3 separate regions of the Mus musculus genome follow, and all the other regions are linked to region 2. A link is a contact called in public Hi-C and HiChIP or PLAC-seq data. All regions are on one chromosome and are shown on one strand. The core of a region is the stretch at or near the end of the contact, and the rest is flanking DNA. Distances in the headings are between cores, read along the strand shown.

What was found. A called contact is a pair of places that touch in the nucleus more often than the background predicts. HiChIP or PLAC-seq counts read pairs in DNA pulled down with a chosen protein or histone mark.
Region 1: a contact with region 2 is called in a Hi-C map of the 63-12 cell line, with 2.4 times the contacts expected there. The contact joins two enhancer-like sites. A contact is called at or near these places in 5 of 484 Hi-C or Micro-C datasets (the 63-12 cell line, the G1E-ER4 cell line and cardiomyocytes), 2 of 115 datasets of contacts at active chromatin or transcription factors (effector CD8 T cells and embryonic stem cells) and 1 of 9 other capture datasets (pancreatic islet).
Region 3: a contact with region 2 is called in an HNF4G HiChIP or PLAC-seq map of pancreatic cancer cells. The contact joins the promoter of Foxp4 here to the enhancer-like site in region 2. A contact is called at or near these places in 6 of 39 promoter capture datasets (the 3T3-L1 cell line, the C10 cell line, embryonic stem cells and 2 more), 1 of 484 Hi-C or Micro-C datasets (B cells), 6 of 115 datasets of contacts at active chromatin or transcription factors (bone marrow-derived dendritic cells, embryonic stem cells, fetal liver and 2 more) and 4 of 9 other capture datasets (adipose tissue, embryonic stem cells, liver and 1 more).

Annotation. Positions count from the first base shown.
Region 1 is chr17:47,520,257-47,523,409 of GRCm38.p6, forward strand. It overlaps a transcript of Ccnd3 not described here. Among named protein-coding and RNA genes, the nearest start is that of Taf8, 20 kb to the left of the region's middle. RefSeq lists an enhancer at 529-3,153. Within about 2 kb of position 1,530, at least 283 of the 459 cell types and tissues checked have an H3K27ac peak or open chromatin away from gene starts, as enhancers often do. A contact at or near this core is called in the 63-12 cell line and cardiomyocytes, where this site is marked.
Region 2 is chr17:47,761,936-47,764,856 of GRCm38.p6, forward strand. It overlaps a transcript of Tfeb not described here. Among named protein-coding and RNA genes, the nearest start is that of Tfeb, 22 kb to the right of the region's middle. Within about 2 kb of position 1,251, at least 163 of the 459 cell types and tissues checked have an H3K27ac peak or open chromatin away from gene starts, as enhancers often do. A contact at or near this core is called in the 63-12 cell line, adipose tissue, cardiomyocytes and 2 more, where this site is marked.
Region 3 is chr17:47,922,831-47,925,999 of GRCm38.p6, forward strand. Foxp4 (forkhead box P4) reads right to left here and starts at 1,802. Exons shown (of 17, transcript NM_001110825.1): 1 at 1,376-1,802. It overlaps Gm46601 (a long non-coding RNA gene), which reads right to left. Exons shown (of 3, transcript XR_003952247.1): 2 at 3,089-3,169; 3 at 2,644-2,984.

The DNA of each region.
Region 1 (3,153 bases), core at 280-2,779, 240 kb before region 2:
GTACAGGTCAGGGGCCTGGTTTCTGCATTTACCGTAGATAAGGAACAGATGGAAGCGCAGCTCAGCAGGGGGCTGGGCTGTCCTGTCAAGATGACAGGACATCAAGGAAAGAAGAAAATCTCATTTCAGGTGGTGGGATGGCCCTGCAGAGAGGCAGAACTACTGTAACCTGGTGGGGAACGGTCTCCTCAAAAGAAGGCAGGGGTAGAGCTCCGTGGTAGAGAGCCCTTGCCTAACAGGCTGAGGGCCTGGATTTAATCCCCAGATGAGGGAGGAAGGGAAATGAGAGGGTGGGAGTCGGACATGGTGGCATATGCCTTTAATCCCAGTACTTGGAAGGCAGAGACAGGAGGATCTCTGTGAGTTCCAGGCCAAAAGAGAGAGGGAGAGAGAATGGGACCTAGGAATGTCACTAAGTTGGTAGAGTGCTTCTGTAAGCGTGCAGGAAGCCCTGTGTTCAGTTCCATAAACTACAGTAATCCTAGAATTCGGGGGGTGGAGGTTCAAAGCCTGCCTCAACGACATCGCCAGTTTAAGGCCAAGCGGAGCTGTGAGGGTTTCTCATACATACAGTTTAGATATACTCTCCATACATTAAGACGCATAATCAATTAAGGGAAGTAAACCACAAATGGGATTAAAGGCGTGTCTCCCAAGTGCTGGGATTAAAGGCGTGCACCACCACGCCCGGCTTTGCCTTTTCTTTTTTTTAAGAACATTTCAGCTGCAGCTGTGTGTGGCTTGACCCCCAGTGCTACATAATCCCAGGATTTGTAGAGACAGAGGATCAGGGGTTCAAGGTCCTCCTCGGGGTACCTATTAGGAGGGCAGCCCAGGCTACGTGAGACTCTGTCTCAATAAAAATAAAAATAAAAAGCTGGGTGGTGGTGGCGCACGCCTTTAATCCCAGCACTTGGGAGGCAGAGGCAGGCGGATTTCTGAGTTCGAGGCCAGCCTGGTTTACAAAGTGAGTTCCAGGACAGCCAGGGCTACACAGAGAAACCCTGTCTTGAAACCCCCCTCCCCCCCCAAAAAAAGGTCCAGTTCTATAATAACAGGAAGAATAGAACATGTACTAGGAGTGTTCCATGAGCTTATGGGAAAAGTGTCGCTAGTTTGTGGTACCTCATTGGAAGCTGTAGGAGCTAAGAGTAAAGCTGGCAGTGGAGGGCTCAGTAAGGCCCAGAGCCTGGTGTGGACCCCAGCTTGCAACTCTCTGTCCTCTCTTCAAGTCCCGTTATACCAATTAAACAAAATTTTAAAAGTGTCCTGCCTGGCACTTCGGGGGTGCCCAGCTCAGGCCGTCATGACAATTGGGGTGGGCGGAGTTAGATAAGGGGGGGTAGTTACCCTCAAAAGGGCACAGAGTAGGTCTGAAGAAAGCCAGCTTCCTCTAGTCCTTTTGAGCAGCCTGGGGCTGCAAGGGTGGAGGGCCGGGGGAAGACTGCGGTGGGAGCAGGAAGCTGGGCAGCATCCCGCAGAGTCTGCCTCTCCAGCTCAGCAACAGAGGAGGGGGTGGAGTCTCCGTTGAGCCCTGAGATAAGGAACAGGCAGCAGCTGACAAGGGGATCAAAATAAACAGCTGTGCCCCGGGGAGAACAAGCTTTGCATTCCGTTCTGTGATCCCACCCCAATCCCTACTTCTCCCCCAGCCCGCCCCGCCCCCACCCGAGCACACTCGGCATCCCCGTCGGCTCTGAGGGCCTCCCCTCAGCCTTGGCTTAGCTCCTTGTGAGCTGTGTTCCCACATCAGCCCCCTCTTTAGGCAGAGGCTCTCGGGGGCCTTTCTCCAGCTGTCTGGAAGGACTGAGGACTCGAGACAGGTGGCCGGAGGTGGAAAAGAGAGGCCTCTTCCAGGGCCAGCCCCCATCTGCCAGGCTGGGCCACCCTCAGACTCTCCCCTGGGTAATCTAGGAAGGCCTGGGAAATAGAGTGGGGCTAAGCTCTGATAGCCAGGCTGGGGAGGCTGAGGCAGGAGCTGGGGTCTAGTGGTGAGAGGAGTATTCACTGGGCTGGAGACTTCTGCTCTCTGCCTCCCCAGGCACTCAGTACAGAAAGGATTGACAGTGACTTTTACGAGGGGCCGCTTTGACTGGCTTATGGGAGTTTATTCCTCAGTATAGTGCCTGAAGGTATCCTGGTCCCAGGGATCTGAGAGACTCCATAACTCCTGAGACTTCTTACTAGTGACCTTATTTCGACACACGCTAGCCTGGGGTCTAAGAGCTACAAGGAGCCACTACTTGCCCATCCCCCAGGGCTAGGCCGGCTCCTGGGGCCACCATGAGTAGCAATTAGCACCCCTTCTTCAAGATACCCCCATAAGCAGTCCCAGTCCGAAGAATGCAGGGTTTCAGGAAGGCCCTGGGCCACATCAGGAAGTGTCTTCATTGTCCTGAAGAAGGTTTGATGACTTCTGTGTTCCTGAGCCTGGATGTGGCTTCTAGCCTGGTTGTCCAAGGGTCAGATGCAGGGGCCTGCAGGGTGGTGTTAGCTTTGAGATACATCGGGAGTCTTAGCTGCTGGCAGGAAGTTGGCTCAATGGGAACACACGCAGAAGGGTCACCTGCTTCTTGCTGGCACGCTCCCAAACCTCTGTACTCAACTGACTCCTTGAGGCCCCCAAGACCCTCCAAGATACTATGTGTTTGACAGATTCTAGGCATATCCTCACTTATGTAGCCACCCTGACCCCTGAACAGTGGTTTGAATAAATGAATGCCCCAGAGAGCTAGGGGCAGCCGCTTGTGTATAAGAATCTCGGGATAGGAGCGGTACATCCTAAGGCCTCTATGGAACCCGGCTACGTTTTAGGAAGCTGCAGTATATTCAGGCCCAGAAAGCCAGGCCTGGTAGTGACCAGCAAGTACTGAACGCTCGCTCTATGCCAGACACAGACCCTCTTCTTCCTTCGTCTTATCCTATTATCCATACTGAACAGACAAGGAAATGAAGGCTTAGATGAGTCACCCGACTTGCTGAGATCGCACAGCAGCACTTGAGTGCATGCGTCCCGCCGGGGACAGACTCCGGCCTGCCTGTCTCCAGATCTCTTTCCCACCACCACGTGCAGCCCCAGCCTCCAAGGCTGGAGAGCGAGCTCTTCTGGGGGCAGCTGCTTCCCTTCTGCCCTCGCAGGCAGGAAGGAGAGTG
Region 2 (2,921 bases), core at 1-2,500:
CATCTGAACACACACACACACACACACCTATACACACACACACACAGATCCATATACACACATACACACACACACACACACCTATATACACACATACCTATATACACACACATCCATCCACACACATCCACTCACACACACATGGATTATGCATGTTCTACTGTGTGAGGCTGACAGGATGCCCGTGACTACTCTTGCTTGGCTAGGAAAATGGAGGCCTTTGCCCTTCGGAAAATGAGCGACCTGTCATCTATCTGTGTCTCAGGGGCAAAGGTTGTCACTGTGACTTTTATTTGTGACCTTTGGGGAGTGTGGGCTGCACATTTGTGTAATCTGTTGTGGAGCCTCAGAGGGAGCAAGGGCAGCAAGCTCCTGTCACCAGGTGCCTTCCCAGCTCAGGAGAACGGAAAGTGATCTCAGCAAAGGGCCGAAGCCTGAGGTACCACGTTGGCTTCCTCCCTTCCCCATGCCCACGGGAGCTTCACTCTCACTCCCTGCTCGAACCCTGCTTGTTCCTGGGGGACATGGCTGCCTTTTCCTGCAGTTTAATGCCCCTATCTGTGGAGCTTCAGCCTGCAGCCAAAGGAGGCATGGAGGCCCAGAGTGCAGGCACTGGCGATCCCTGCCCCAGAGGAAGTGGCCGGACGAAGTCCAGTCTGGGACACTGTGGTCAACACCTGATACCGTCTGAGTGATTTTCTGCCTTGAGACCTGCCAGGGAGAGGAGCAGGCAGCTGAACCTGCCCACGGCCTGCTTGGCATGCTGGCTACAGCCAGCTGGTGACTCATTCCCCCAGGGAGGATGCCCAGTACAGGCTATATGGCCAGAGGTCCGGGGTGCCTCAAAAAACCTGTGCAAGTGAAGCCCACACTGGGCAGGCTGTGGAGGGAGCAGAAAAGTCCCACATGTGGGGCCAGGCCACTCTCTTGTCCCTCTGCCCTCTCCGTCACTGGGACTACAATCCCAGGATACACTGTCTCTGTCATGCAAAATCCCTCACAAGAGAGCAGGCAACTAGCGGAGATTCAGGAGTCCCTCTTCCTAGTGGCCTGTTTGCCTTCTCCTCCCTGGACCAAGGCTAGGGAGTACTTGCCTATCCCTGTAGCCTTTTCTCCAGCCTGCTGCCCAGGAGGGGTGGGAGGCTCTCTTCGGGGAAATGAATTCTTGGCCGGAGCCCAGATGCTGGCCTGCCTAGCTTTGCTCCAGGGTGATGCTGGGTGTACACACAGCCCCATTGTGTGCCTGGGCCTCAGGCCTGCGTCATGGGCCTGGCACCAGCACTATCAACACCAGCACTGGCTCCCACAAGGGCCTGAGCCCTCAAGCTCTGGTGAGGGGGCAGGGGCGCTGGTGATTAGGAGAGACTTCTGTGGTGGGGCCAGGGGTGCGGAGTTGCTTGACTGCTGGTCCCCGAGTTCAGGCTGGACCCCCCAGCTCTTCACAGCCAAGCTTGGAAAAAGCAAGGCAAACTTCTTCCCGAGAAACAGCTTCGTCTGGGATCTGAAGGGAACCAGATACGTGAGGACATAGAGCCCCCATGTGCTCTGTAAAGCAAAGGGAATAGTAATCAAGGGTGGTATGGTTGGTGGGGGCAGCAAGCCTCCAAGGCTAGAAAGCAGGCTCTGCCTCAGTTTCCCTATGCCAGCTGTATTGTATATACCCTACCAATAAGGGAAAGTTGTACAGAGGTGAGCTGTGGCCAAGACTGGGCTTAGAATCTCTCTCTCGAGCTCTATAGGCTGGGCCTGAGCCCCCTTCCCAGGCCTAGTTCCACTGGCAAACAGGACATCCTGCCTCTGGATGCTTCTATTCTGAGAGTTTGGCTTGAGTCTCTGTAGCTCCTCAGGTTTCTAGCCTGAAGGGGGCCTCTGTAGCAAAGGAACCTGCCATGAGCCACCTGGCTCCCAGCAAGAAGGGTCCCACCCTGCCTTACACTCAAGCTGAAGGCCAAAGGGAGAGTCCCCAGACATGTCCCCTGTGGGGTCCCTGTTTTCACCTCCTTAGTTGTACCTAGTCCAGGAGCCCCAGTCCCCAGGCCCATCTTCCTAGCTGCCTTGCCCATCCTGGGCATGAGGCCCGGCATCTTCCTTCAGTACCTCAGCAAAGGGACAGGGAATTCCTTAAAGGTGCCTGTGAGACTGAGATGCCAGGATTGGCGCATGGGGACAGGTGGAGATGGTAGGAACTAGAAGGAGACGCCCAGGGTGGTGTCTGTCCCGGAGTCTCCCCCCGTGCTGCTCGGACGTACTGCTCCGTTTATACCTTTCCCAACACCCTGCCATTGTGTCCTCCCCTCATGACACAGCAGTGGATAAAACAAGCTCTCAATGCATGAGCATGGCAGGCGTGACCCAGAGGGTAGCATTGGGTACTGGAAGGATTGTGGGTGGTGCCGAGGAAGAGAAGCACCAGGAAAGGCCTTGGAAAGCTCACACACTAATCAGAAACCGGGGCAGGGGACTAGAAGTTCGGGTCAGCTGTTCTGAACACATGTTGCTCTTACAGAGGACCCAGGTTTGATTCCCGACACATGGTGGCTCGCAGCTATCTGTCTTTCCAGTTCTAGGGGACCCAACACTCTCTTCTGATCCCTGCAGGCTCTGGGCATGCACGTGGTACACATACATACATACATTCATGCATGCATGCATGGAAAAGACACACTCATGAAATAAAAAAAAAATTCAAACATTGGACAGAGACTTCTCAGTGCCTCAGCTTCTCAACATCTTCTTCTTCATTACCATCTTCTTCATCATCATCTTCTTCATCTTCTTCTTCTCCTCCTCCTTCTTCTTCTCCTCCCCTTCCTCCTCCTCCTCCTCCTCCTCCTCCTCCTCCTCCTCCTCCTCCTCTATTTATTTATTGAGTACACTGTCACTGTCTTCAGACACACCAGAAGAGGGCAATAGATTCCATT
Region 3 (3,169 bases), core at 552-3,051, 160 kb after region 2:
GGGTGCAAAGAAGAGGGGCACTGTCTGAGAGAAAGAAACCCCGCTGATATCCCCGACCTCCCAACCTACAGAGTCGCCGGATGCAATAGCAGAGTGTTCACGAGGTCGCTTCAGTTTCGGGGTGGGGTGGTGGGGGGTGGGGGGTGGGAGGAGGTCAATCTGTGATGGTTAGAGCCTTTGCCTCAGAATCCGCGTCCCACGAAATCACACGTTCCTTCACACAGGTGGCCACGGCCCCGGGTCTCCCAGGACACCTCACCACCGGGTGCCACCAGGTTCTCCTCCAGTGAAGCTCAAGAAGTACAAGTTTTACGGAGAAGCAAAGTGCAAGATTTGAGCGCCGCGGAGGATGGCCGCGGGCCAGAGGGACGCTGGGGAGACTGTCTCACGAGTCACCAGAGTCTTCAGTCTGGGGGAATGGACTCCACTGCTCACTCCGGCAGCTTCATCTCTGGTGGCCTTGGGCCCACTCTCCGTTACCTTATTCCCTCACTCTCAAACCTCACACTACCCCGCAGGAGCTCTGTCCGAATGAGGAGGGTATCCACTAGATTAGTTCCCCACCGATCAGCTCCGGCGCACGTAAATAAATAAATAAATAAATAAATAAATAAATCACAGGGGCCATTACCAGTCTCTCTCAAGTCCCCAAGAAGTTTTCCGCTTTATCTCAGATCTGATTAAGAGATGCGGGAGTGGGGGGGGAGGTTGACTAGTCTCAGCACTTTCGAAGTGTGACCTCCACAAACCAAGGCGATGAGGTGTTTGAGATTGTTGCCCCCCCCAACACACACACCAACACACACACACAGACTCAAGTCTTTCTGTTTGTCCTGGGGAGTCCCGTGCAGACTGGACTTGGGGGGATCCCAGTTCACCACTTCCCTTCCCGGCTCAGGAAAGTCCGGGCCGGGAAGTATTCTTTGTCTCACTCCGGGAGGGGGGGTCGCGCCCCCTAACACCCCATTCCCAGCAGCGAGGCCAGGAGGGGGCGGAGCCCAGATTCTTGGGGCAGGGCGGGCCTCAGTGGCTTCTCCAAGCCGCCCCCCCTCCGCCCCGGCCAGCTTCCCGCTGCCCCCCAGCCCCGCGCCTCAGCCCCCACCTGTTCCCCAGACAGCTCCGATCGGCTGGGGGCCCGGGCCGGGGGCAGGGTCTCTCAACTCACCAGGGTCAGTGCTCCGCGGCCGGCCCAGCTGGAACAAAGTGCTCCGGCCCGGGGCCGGGCTCCTCCGGCGGCCGACGCGCCTCGGGCGGGCAGTTTGCAAACACAAAGTGAGCCGGGGAGCAGGCGAGAGAGTGAGCGAGCTAGGGAGTTGGACGAGTCCCCGGCCCAGCCCCCACCCGGATCCCTGGGGTCCCTGAATCGGCCACCTACCTGTCCGGCCCGGCCGCTCAGTGCGGGCTCCGGCCCGTCAGCCCGCACGGGGCATGGGGCTCGCTCGGGTCGCAGCCCGGGCCCGCCGCCACTCGCCGGGGCTGCCCCTGCGCTCCGAAGCGATCTTTCTAGCGCCGATCGCCGCGCGCCTTAGCCCCTTGGGGGCATCGCACTTTGGAGGATGGCTTGGCTCTCTCCAGCTTCCGATCGTCCTTCCCCGGGCTCCGGCGACGCTCCTGAGCTCGCTCCGGCTCCGGGGCTCCGGGACCCCGGCGTCCCCGCCCCCGGCCCAGCCCTGGTTCCGGCCCGGGCTCCTCCCCGCCGCGCCGCGGCCGCCTGCGCCGCGCCCTGATCGCGTGTTGGGGGGCTCCGTCCCGGCAGCTGGTGGCACTGTCCGGTCCGTAGGGGCGACCGGCTCCGGACTCCGAGGGGCTGCGACTGAGCCCCGGCTGCGAGTGGCTGCGAGCGATCGGCGCGCGGGCGGGGCACACCGGGCGGGGGGACCGGAGGGGTGGAGGGAAGGAGGGAGCGCGCCGAGCGACAGGGAGGAGGGAGCGAACGAGCGAGCGGCGGAGGGAGGGGAGACTAACTTCTAGTGCTACCATAATTCGCCTAAAGCAGGTGCAGCCACTTTTCCCCCTGAGAGGCGGCCAGCGGCAAGCCGAAGAGGACCACGTGGACCAAACTTTGGGGAAGGAAAAAATGGGGACGTGGGGCTACCGATCTGCCAAAGTCGATAGGCCGTAGAGTTTCACAGTGGACTGGGGACCCATCCGATGGGAGGCTTTATTAACTCTGGCCTTTTCCTGGAACCTGGAGGTACGGCCAAGTCCTGCTGGCACACGGTTCACTGGTTTCGGGCGGGCTGCGCCTGGCGCGGGGAGTGGTCAGGACCCCCCCCCCCCCAGTCCGAAGCCGACGTCCAGCGCGGGCCCTGCCGCGCCTCCCTCTGACTCCCCACTGTGTGGGGGCTGGGGCTGGGGAGGCTCTTTCTGGGCTTTGTGAACAGTCTTTTCTCCCATCCCGGCGCGCACGCGCTGCCGCCTCGGTCTGCAAAGGGGAATTTCCTATAAAGTGCTGTGAGAACCGATGGAGAAAGGGCTTCAGGCTGGATCCACGCGGGCCAAGCACAGAGCAAAGTCGAGGCAATTATCTGAACAAATTAGATTGTAAACAAAACTTGGCGTCCCTGAATACCGCTTGTGCCCAGGGGGACCGTGAGGATGGGGGTGGGGGTGGGGTTGGGGACGCTGGTGTGTGTTTGGGTTGGGAGGGGGAAGTCCGGGCACGGAAAGGCCCAGGTTCCGAGGGGGAGGACTAAATTGGGTAGCAGGAGCCAGGCTCAGACTGGTGGAGAACTGAGAGAGAGAGAAAAAAAATCCTCCCACTCTCTACCCAAACATCTTCCCTTTCGGGTGTGTGAAGAGGTGAGGGGCACGCCTCAGGGACCCTCCGTGTTTGGCCCACCCTGCCCAGAGAAGTTATGGGTTGAGCACAGGAAGGCAGTGACTCTGGGAGACCCTGTTGGCTTCGGGTTACCTTGAGGCAGGTGACCAAGGGCAGGCAGACCCCATGGAGGATGAACTGGGTAAGGACTGGGCCTGGTTTCCTGGGGATAACATATTTTGGAGAAAACTCTTAAAAAAAAAAAAAACACAACAACAACAACAAAAACGGGTTTCTGAGATAACAGCTTAAGCAATTTCTGCTCACCTATTCTGCCCCTTTTCCGTGGGCCAGGAGCTGAAAGGTGGTAGTTACAACCCAGCTCTGAAGCATCTCTGTTTGCGCAAG